2 separate regions of the Mus musculus genome follow, and region 2 is linked to region 1. Evidence: chromatin contacts called from public ChIA-PET data. All regions are on one chromosome and are shown on one strand. Each heading gives the region's core, a stretch centred on a gene start, on an enhancer-like site or on the middle of the called end of the contact. The rest is flanking DNA. Distances are from core to core; before and after follow the strand shown. Region 1 overlaps Sh3bp5 (SH3-domain binding protein 5 (BTK-associated)). Region 2 holds the start of Hacl1 (2-hydroxyacyl-CoA lyase 1).

What was found. ChIA-PET counts read pairs in DNA pulled down with a chosen protein or histone mark.
Region 2: a contact with region 1 is called in an RNA polymerase II ChIA-PET map of memory CD8 T cells, with 5 read pairs. The contact joins the promoter of Hacl1 here to the enhancer-like site in region 1. A contact is called at or near these places in 2 of 115 datasets of contacts at active chromatin or transcription factors (cardiomyocytes and memory CD8 T cells).

Annotation. Positions count from the first base shown.
Region 1 is chr14:31,397,036-31,401,170 of GRCm38.p6, forward strand. All of the region lies in intron 3 of Sh3bp5 (SH3-domain binding protein 5 (BTK-associated)), which reads right to left. Among named protein-coding and RNA genes, the nearest start is that of Gm35907, 36 kb to the right of the region's middle. Within about 2 kb of position 2,391, at least 55 of the 459 cell types and tissues checked have an H3K27ac peak or open chromatin away from gene starts, as enhancers often do. A contact at or near this core is called in memory CD8 T cells, where this site is marked.
Region 2 is chr14:31,638,847-31,643,134 of GRCm38.p6, forward strand. Hacl1 (2-hydroxyacyl-CoA lyase 1) reads right to left here and starts at 2,119. Exons shown (of 17, transcript NM_019975.3): 1 at 1,943-2,119; 2 at 1,648-1,752. The coding sequence starts at 2,032. It overlaps Btd (biotinidase), which reads left to right and starts at 2,211. Exons shown (of 4, transcript NM_025295.4): 1 at 2,211-2,289. The coding sequence starts at 2,279.

The DNA of each region.
Region 1 (4,135 bases), core at 1,141-3,640:
AAATACTGGAGACGTGTTAGTTATTTTATCTTCTTTCTTATGACTCTTATAAAAGTTATCAGCCAGCAGCTTCCTGGGAGTAAGTAGTCCTGTTCTTCATAGCATGCTGGTTTCAGGCTGGACAAGGTCCTCCTGTCTCTGCATCCCCAGTGCTGGAATTACAGGCTTGCGTGCCATATAGGGTTCTTCCCTTTTTTGAACTCCCACTGAACTTAGATTATTTTTCCAACATGTGGTCAATAATAGTTTGAAAGGCAGTCTGGACCTCGAGACAAACAGCTGGACCACAAGTCTGCAGACCAAAACCTTCACATGAGCACAGTTATATCAACATCATGGCACCTAGCACAGGTGACCACAGGTCCCTCCAACTTGCCCGCCCCTCCTTTATATTCATCATTCTTCCCCACCCCTCCTCCCCCCGCCTCTGGGAGCCAGACCCAGAAGGAGCTGTCCCGAGTTCTCACTGTGCTCAAGAAGGCGACAGTCAGGCTGTGCTGGCACGATACTCACAAGCCACCCACCATTCCCAGAACAATACGTGATCACAAACTCCACTATGTTATAAAGAGACACCAAGCTCGTCACAGAGGCCAGCATTCAGAAACGGGGTACCAGTCAGAGTATTCGGCACCCCACCAGCCTATACAAACATCCCGACCCACACCAGGCTTGAGTCAATCTCATGTGTTCCTTACGACCGCCTGGAGCCTGCTTTCCACCATGCTAATGTAAGTTCAGAAGCCACTGATACGCTCCCATGCCTTTGTGACAAGAAGTACTCAGAAAGCCAGAGTGGGTGGCTGGCCATGACCCCTTCCGCACTAGGCAGAGGCTTGTGGGAACTGGAGAATGTCTGTCCTGGCCAGGCTCCAACCTCCTGTAGCTCTGGGCTACAGTGACTTAACCCCCAAGGGTTGCAGGGGCAGAGGATAGACTCATTGGTCTATACAAAATGACCTCTGCAAACATCAACTCACCCTGTGATGGAGGCTCAGGGTGCCTCCCCGGTCTGTCCAAGGTTCCTCCATGCCAGGAAAAGCGTGAAGGGAGAACGTGATGGGAAGAGACTGAAGGACAACTCAAAGTTACAGAAGCAACACAACTAACTGGGTGAAAGGTGGCCAGAGCCCAAGAGCTCAGGACAGTCAAGTCTAGTACATGCCAGCCCCTAATTCATTCACAGCAGGGCACACTTTCGTTTTGACATGCGCTCACCCGCAGGTGTGTGTGTGTGTGTGTGTGTGTGTGTGTGTGTGTGTGTTAGAGAGAGAGAGAGACAGAGGCAGAGAGATATACAGAGAGAGAGAGACAGACAGAGAGAGATATGTCTGGGTGCCCTGAGAGTATGGAAGAAGGCCTCTCAGATCCCCTGGAGCTGGACAGAGTTACAGCAGTTGTGAGCTCCATACTCATGACAAGAGCACTCTTAGCCACTGGGCCAATCGATTCCTTCAGCCCTGCTGCTGTGGTTTTTTTCTCTCCATATCTAGAAGGCTGCCAGTGTGTAAGAAATATTTGTTTAATTAAGGTACCCACCTATAAGCCACGCTGTAAACAACTCCCTTGTGGCCACTTATTTTAAGGCATTTGTGATTCTCTGGGCTCTCCTGTGGCTCACACAATAGAATCAATGTCTCTGTGTGTGCATTTATTCTCGAAGTATCCAGAGAAGGACGGTGGGAAAGCACCGGAATGATCCACTGGCAGTACGCACCAAGTGACCACGGCGATGCCGCCTCTCCAGCCCCAGCTTATCCCTCACTGAACCTCATCTTTCCCGAGCTAGAGGATAACCCCGATCCCAGAGACTTCAGGAAACAGCCCTGGGGGACACTCGAACCTCTTGGAAATCATAGGTGCACATTTCTGTGGTTTTTACCATATGGCGGCATATGTGTGACCAACTTTGAAAACAACCTGAGGTGAGGCTGTGGTGCTGCAGGCGAGCTCCACCCCACCCCTCCATCCTGTTTCACCGCTATTGCTATTCCATCCTGGCCAGGAAGCCACATCGCCTGCCGCCATGGTTTTCCAAAATACAGAAAGACGCGGTGGAACCCAAGTGGGTGGTTCACCAAATCAAAATGTTGTTTACTGGGTGCAAAGAGAAGTCTGCAGAAAGATGGATACTGCTCTGCCGAGAGGCATAAAGAAACTGATCGATCCTATCCAATCCACAGAAAACTAAAGGATTAGCTCTCATCTCAGCAAGACCTTGAGCTTCACTCCAGGAGTCCAGGCATGGTGGCATGCACTTTTAATCAATTCCAGCACTTGGGATACAGAGCGGGCAGATCTCTGTGAGTTTGAGGCCACCCTGGCCTACACAGTGAGACTCAGTCTTCACCCCCACACCCCTCCTCCCCACCCACAAAAACACTACAAGAAAACCATTGTGGGGAAAGTTCTAACCCTGAGAATCAACAAGCCACTGCATGACGTAGACTCTGAGACTGCTAAAACTACTTCAAGCAGCTTTGAGCAGGAAGCTGAAGCCACCAACGCAGAAGCCCAAATTGACTCTTAATAAACTGACTTATCAGGACCTATGCAGTGAGATGGTCAGGAGGCAGAGACACTGATGGTGGTGGTGGGACTTGATGGTCTGAGTTTGATCCCCAGGACTCAAGTGGTATAAAGAATGCCGGCCCCTAAGAGTTGTCTTCTGACCTACACACACACACACACACACACACACACACACACACACACACACACACACCACAGACACCTCTCCCTCTCCCTAAGAAAGAAAAACTGCCAAACTTACTGGCAACCAATATCTTGAATGATTCTGCTACTTGGTTGTTTTCTTAATAATCTTGTAAACACCTTGGAGACACTGAGTCCCATCACGGGGACTGCAGATATCTGCATCTAGAAACCTGGGTCATTCCAAAGCCACATCAGCCAGGGACCCTGACTTCCCATGCCTGCCTGCTCCAGCATTTAGGGTTTCCCTGGCTCATTTGGCTCTGTCAGTTTCCTGGTGCACTTAGCTCACTGAAGGGTCAAGCTCTCACCTCCAGTCTCGCCTCTGAGCCGGCACAGCTGGATTCACTCAAGCACAAGCTGAGCATCCCTCACCTGAAGCAAGCCTTGGAACCACCTTGTTTCTGATCTTAGACACTTTCAGATTACATTATATAATCCTATTACACAGATTTTATTAGTAAGTACCTCTGATCCAAAGTTCTAAAATTTCTGTAAACCCCACAGAGCTCGTTGGTCTTGGGAGGAAAGGCAACAGAATTTGAAATGACGTAGAACATCCCGTGACTATTCAGTAACTGTGGGAACAACTCCACATTGTCACAACTGGTCTGGCAGAGGAAGGGCACGCTGAAGGACATCACTGAGTCAGAGAAGGGCAGCTGGATTGGTCAGGGCAGCCAGGCTTGAAGGCCTCTTGCTCAGGGTTTGCCTCTGAGGCCTAACACTGGACACAGGAACGAAGTACTCCACAGTCAGGGTTCCCCAGGGAACAAGATCTGTGTAGCCTGCAGATTCAGAGGGCACAGGATCCGTGTAGCCCGCACAGATTCACACCACTGATTTTCTTTTGTCCTACCTGGGTTGAGTGTGGGATGGAATGATGTGGGTGTTCAAGGACAAGTTGCTTCCTTCCACCACATGGATCCTGGGGATCAAACCCCGGCCCTCAGGCTTGGCACCTGGCTGATCTATCTTGCAGACCTGTGAACAACTGATCTTAAGGTACTCCTGTGAGCATGGAGCCAGGCAGGCCTAAATTCTATAGAGGGAAGTGGAGTCCCGGGGAAGAGACAGGGATGCGATTCAAATCTGCACAGTGACCTTTTGTTCCAGGAAGGTCTCTCTGCTCTGTTCAGGTACCAGTCGCATAGCACCCTTATGGAAACCCCTGTAGTGTCTGGCCACATGCCAGGCACCATGACCCAGCCACAGAGCACATAAGATCACTGTCACCTCTGGGTGAGCTATCAGGACAACTGACTTTGATAAGATAGCTGGGCTGGGAGGTGCTGAGGAGATGTGGGGGCACCAGGAGATGGGCTAGGCTCGGGAAAGGCCGCCCCAACAGCATACGTAAGCCACGAGGGCTTGCATCTAAGACGTGGCCTTTGGAAGTGAGTCATCCAAAATCATATTT
Region 2 (4,288 bases), core at 869-3,368, 240 kb after region 1:
TCTTCTGCCGCGTATACAGTCCACATCATGCATACAGTACATACTTAGTGCATGTCTACTGCATGAAGAAGAAACAACGGGCAAACATACTCAAGAAAAATAGTAAAATACAGATCAGCACCTATCCTTTCTCATGCAGGTAAAAGAATAGAAGGTTATTCCACATAGGAAAACTGAGAGGTAAGGGTACAGCTCAGTGGCAGAGTGCTTGCTTTAGTGTGCACAAGGGCCTGGGTTCAATTCCCAGCACTGGAAAAAACAAAGAGGTAAGGGAATAAAAGTGTAAACAACACAAATTAATACCTACCAGTTTTCTGATTAAAAACACTCCCTATAACTTTCAAGCCTTATTGATAAAGGTCTTTCAATTAGCAAATAGTGTAGTACACACCTAGATTACATAGAGACCTCAAGTCAAGTCAGTACTGTGGGGATTTGAAAGCAAATGAGCCACACCCAATGGAACTCACATCGGATGGCAGAGAAAAGGGGTCAAGAGCGTGGATCAGGACAGCAGTGACGGCAGCAGAAGGGACAGCTGTGTGTGTGTGGGGGGGGGGTGTGAATCGTGTGTGCCACCCATGAAGGTCAGAAGAAATCGTTAGATCCTTTGGAACCAGAGTTATGGGAGGTCGGGAGCCACCACGTGGATGCCAGAAATCAAATCCTGGTCTCTGAAAGAGCAACAAGTACTATGAACTGCTGAGCTAAGTCTTCAGCCCCAATTCTTAATCTTTTAAATTATTTGTGTGTGTGTGTGTGTGTGTGTGTGAGAGAGAGAGAGAGAGAGAGACAGAGAGACAGAGAGACAGAGAGACAGAGAGACAGAGAGAGAGAGCGCCTGTCTGTGTGTGTGTGTAGGTCCAAAACAATTTAACTCAGCCTGTGTGTGTGTGTGTAGGTCCAAGGACAACATGAATCATAAATCAGAAACCGCCTTCATTTTTCCATACAGGCCCTGGAGATTACACTCAGGTTATGAGGTTACGTGGCTTTGTAGAACTTCACTGAACCACTTCATCTGCACCAGATACTTGATATTTTTGCCTGGATTGCTAAGAGAGGGTAATCCTGGGCTGCCAGAGAAAATACTTTAAGTGGGTTCATAAAATGTCCTTTGGTTTTCCCTCTCCCAGGTAAGACCCCAAAGGAGGGAGGCATAATGCTGAGGGAAAGCACCAAACTGGGGTTTGAGAGCCCTGAGTTCCAATGACGGCACTGCCGTCTATAATGTCTTCCACTTTATGTTGCATGAGTCCTGGCCTTCAATCACTAATCACTCTCTGACACCTGTCATGTACAGGAACTACATCAGATGCTGGCAATACACTTACCTAGCGATGAATCAATATGCCTTCTCTGCTAGAACTAACAGTCTAGTAGTGAAGTAAGACTACCCCTTTCGATTCTGATATTTGGATGTGGCAGAGTACACTACGGTAGAAAGGTATAAGCATAGCTCCAAACTCAGAATACCTGAGTTCAAATGCCACTACCAAATGACTCGCGTTGGGCAAGTTTAACTTAGTCTCTCTCTTCTCATTTTCCTGTCAAGGAGGATTAACAGTGGTACGTGCAATGCTTTAGAAACGATGGGACGCTGTGTGCATCGAATGGCTGCCATTTGGTCCCTGTGTCAAGACTCACCGCTTGCTCATTCCGCATCCCAATGTACTTGATGCCCAGTTCCTGGGCAGCAAGGGCGATTTCGGTCACGGGGATGCCTACGACACCGAACATGTACTCCACATCCTGAGGGTAGGAGGGAAAAGGGGCAACAAACAACTATCATCAGGTGACCCAGCCTTCTTGCCCTCCCGGGGGGTCCAAAGGAAAGACCTACAGGACCCCCGCCCCCGCCTCCTTGCCCTCCGTCTCTAGGACAACGCGAGGTCCCCGTCTGCTTCTGTAGAGCCTTTCACACCCGAGGGATCCATCGTACTTGAGTTTTTAGAGCCTGGGCGATGACTTTAGCACCAGACACCTGCTCCTCGCTTCTGTCGCTACCCTCTGCGGAGTTACTTTCTGGCATCTTCCACCTAAAGTTACTTCAAGGCACTCTCGCAGCTCACAGCTTCACTAGCCTAAGAGTTGTTGTTGGTGACACCCGCTTCTGACAGACAGGAGGGCAGCCCAACGGATTTAAGCAAAGGGGAGAAGGGGCGGGACAAGAAGTCAGTCCTTGGTGAGGCGATCATGTAAGCACGCCCATTCTCCAGTCAGTCTTTTCCGGACTCCGCCATCAGCAGGAGGCGGGACGAGCCGGAGGCCGCGTCCTATGCGAAGCAGGTAAGAAACCCAATCTCTGAGGATGCTCGCCTTGGTTTTGTCCTCCACTAGGGTAGCGATACAGCTCAGTCCGGTATGGAGGGGATGGCACATCTGGAGGGTGACTGCAGAGACCAGGCGAGGAGGGGGCGTGGCCCCACCGCGCCTCCCCGCCCTCGCCGGGGCTTCCCGCTGATTGGAGGCAAGCTACGCAAAGGCTGCTGGGACGCGGGTAACTTGGAGAGTGTAAAGTTGGAAAAAAAACAGGCTTTTGGGTACAGTGTCGTGCTCCTGTGCCCTCTGATTTTATAACTCTGTGGTTTTGCACCCCACATCATGTGCACGTTCCAGAAGTCTGTGAGCAGAGGTGTATTCTTAATCAGAGATGACACCAAAATTGCTCAAGAGATAAACTTATTAACACCGTAGCTGCTCCTGCCCTCTGCCTGGTTTATATTTACTTATTTTGTTCCAGTTGGGTATCACTAAGGTCTGTTAGAGCCATTGCTTAATAATTAATGTATGATTGCTTAACTTTTACCAAAGTAATAGTGTTGGTTTTCTACTTACTGGTTCATGGATTAGCCTGCTTGACCCCTGGCATCGCGTGCTTTGTAGACATTAGTGGATTCTTGGCCCCTTAACACCGATTGCTTTCTCAGAATTACTGGCAGAACACTTTATGAAGGGCAAACTGGACCCTGATGGGAACAAATCACTGTGATTCAGATCGAATGGGCTTTTGTTTGTTTGTTTGTTGGTTGGTTGGTTGGTTGGTTTATATTTATTAAGGATCAGTCTTCAACTGGCCATTTTTGCCATTTGGCAAAGAGAAAACTCATTGAGCTGGTTATTGCCTTCGCCTAGCAGTTCAAGGTACAGCGGGCCTTGCTTCCCTTGCCTGTAGAGATTAAGCAGAAGTGACGTGACTGTCTTCCAAGTGCAAAGTCACTGCTGTTCCATCCAACTTCAGTGTAAGGATCCCAGGCGCTGTAATTTATACAGAGCACTCTGTGTGGACTTGGAATATGTTAATCATACTCCCTGTTATTTTTGTTGGCAGTATGCTTAAAATGTTATTTGTTATTTTGGTGAGATTTGGCATCGTAGCGCCAGATGTGGTGGCTCACATCTGTAATCCCAGCACTTGGAGGCAGGAGCATGTCGACTTCTGCGAGTCTGAGACCAGCCTGGGCTACCTAGTGAGTTTCAGGATAGCCAGGGCTATGTAGAGAGACCATGTCTTTTAATTACTCAAAGAAAGAATAAGTCATAAAAGCAATACTAGTGACTGACCCTAGGACTTTGCACATATTAGTCAAGCACTCTACCACCGAATTATATCTCAGGCCCTAAATTTTAACTTTCTTAAAAATCAGACGGCAGGGGTTGGAGAGATGTGTTTAAGAGCAGTGACTTCTTCCAGATGACCTGATTTCCAGCAACCACATAGTGTCTTACAACCATCTGTAATTCCAGTTCTGGCAAAGCCAATGCCCTCTTCTGGCCTCTGAGAGCACCAGGCACACACGTATTATGTAGACATACATGCAGGCAAATAAGCCATAAACATGAAAAATAATAATTAATAAAGCCTTAATAATTAAATTAATTAATAATAATTAATAGCATTAGTGACCTGTTCTCCACAGAGCAAATCCAGGCCTCAGAGTCCAGATAGTGATTGCTTTAGGGATCTAGCTCTGGGATGGTGAGGAGTTGCTTGACAACTTTCTTCCAAGTGGGTGAAGATAACCTCAAAGTAGCTGGATGATCTAGAAAGAGTTGTAAGACGGGTGTGGTGAGGCCGACCTATGGGACCCGTACTCAAGGAAGCTAAGACAGGATCTCACGTTTGAAGCCAGCCTGGGCAACAGTAAGACCCTGTCTCAAAAATAAATCATATTTTAAAAAGAGTTGTAATATGCATAGGGAAGATGAACTTTCAAAAGAAGGCAGCTGCTATAGGCAGTGACTCCGTGGGCCCCCAAATTCTGACTTTTATCTCAGTCCGTTCACA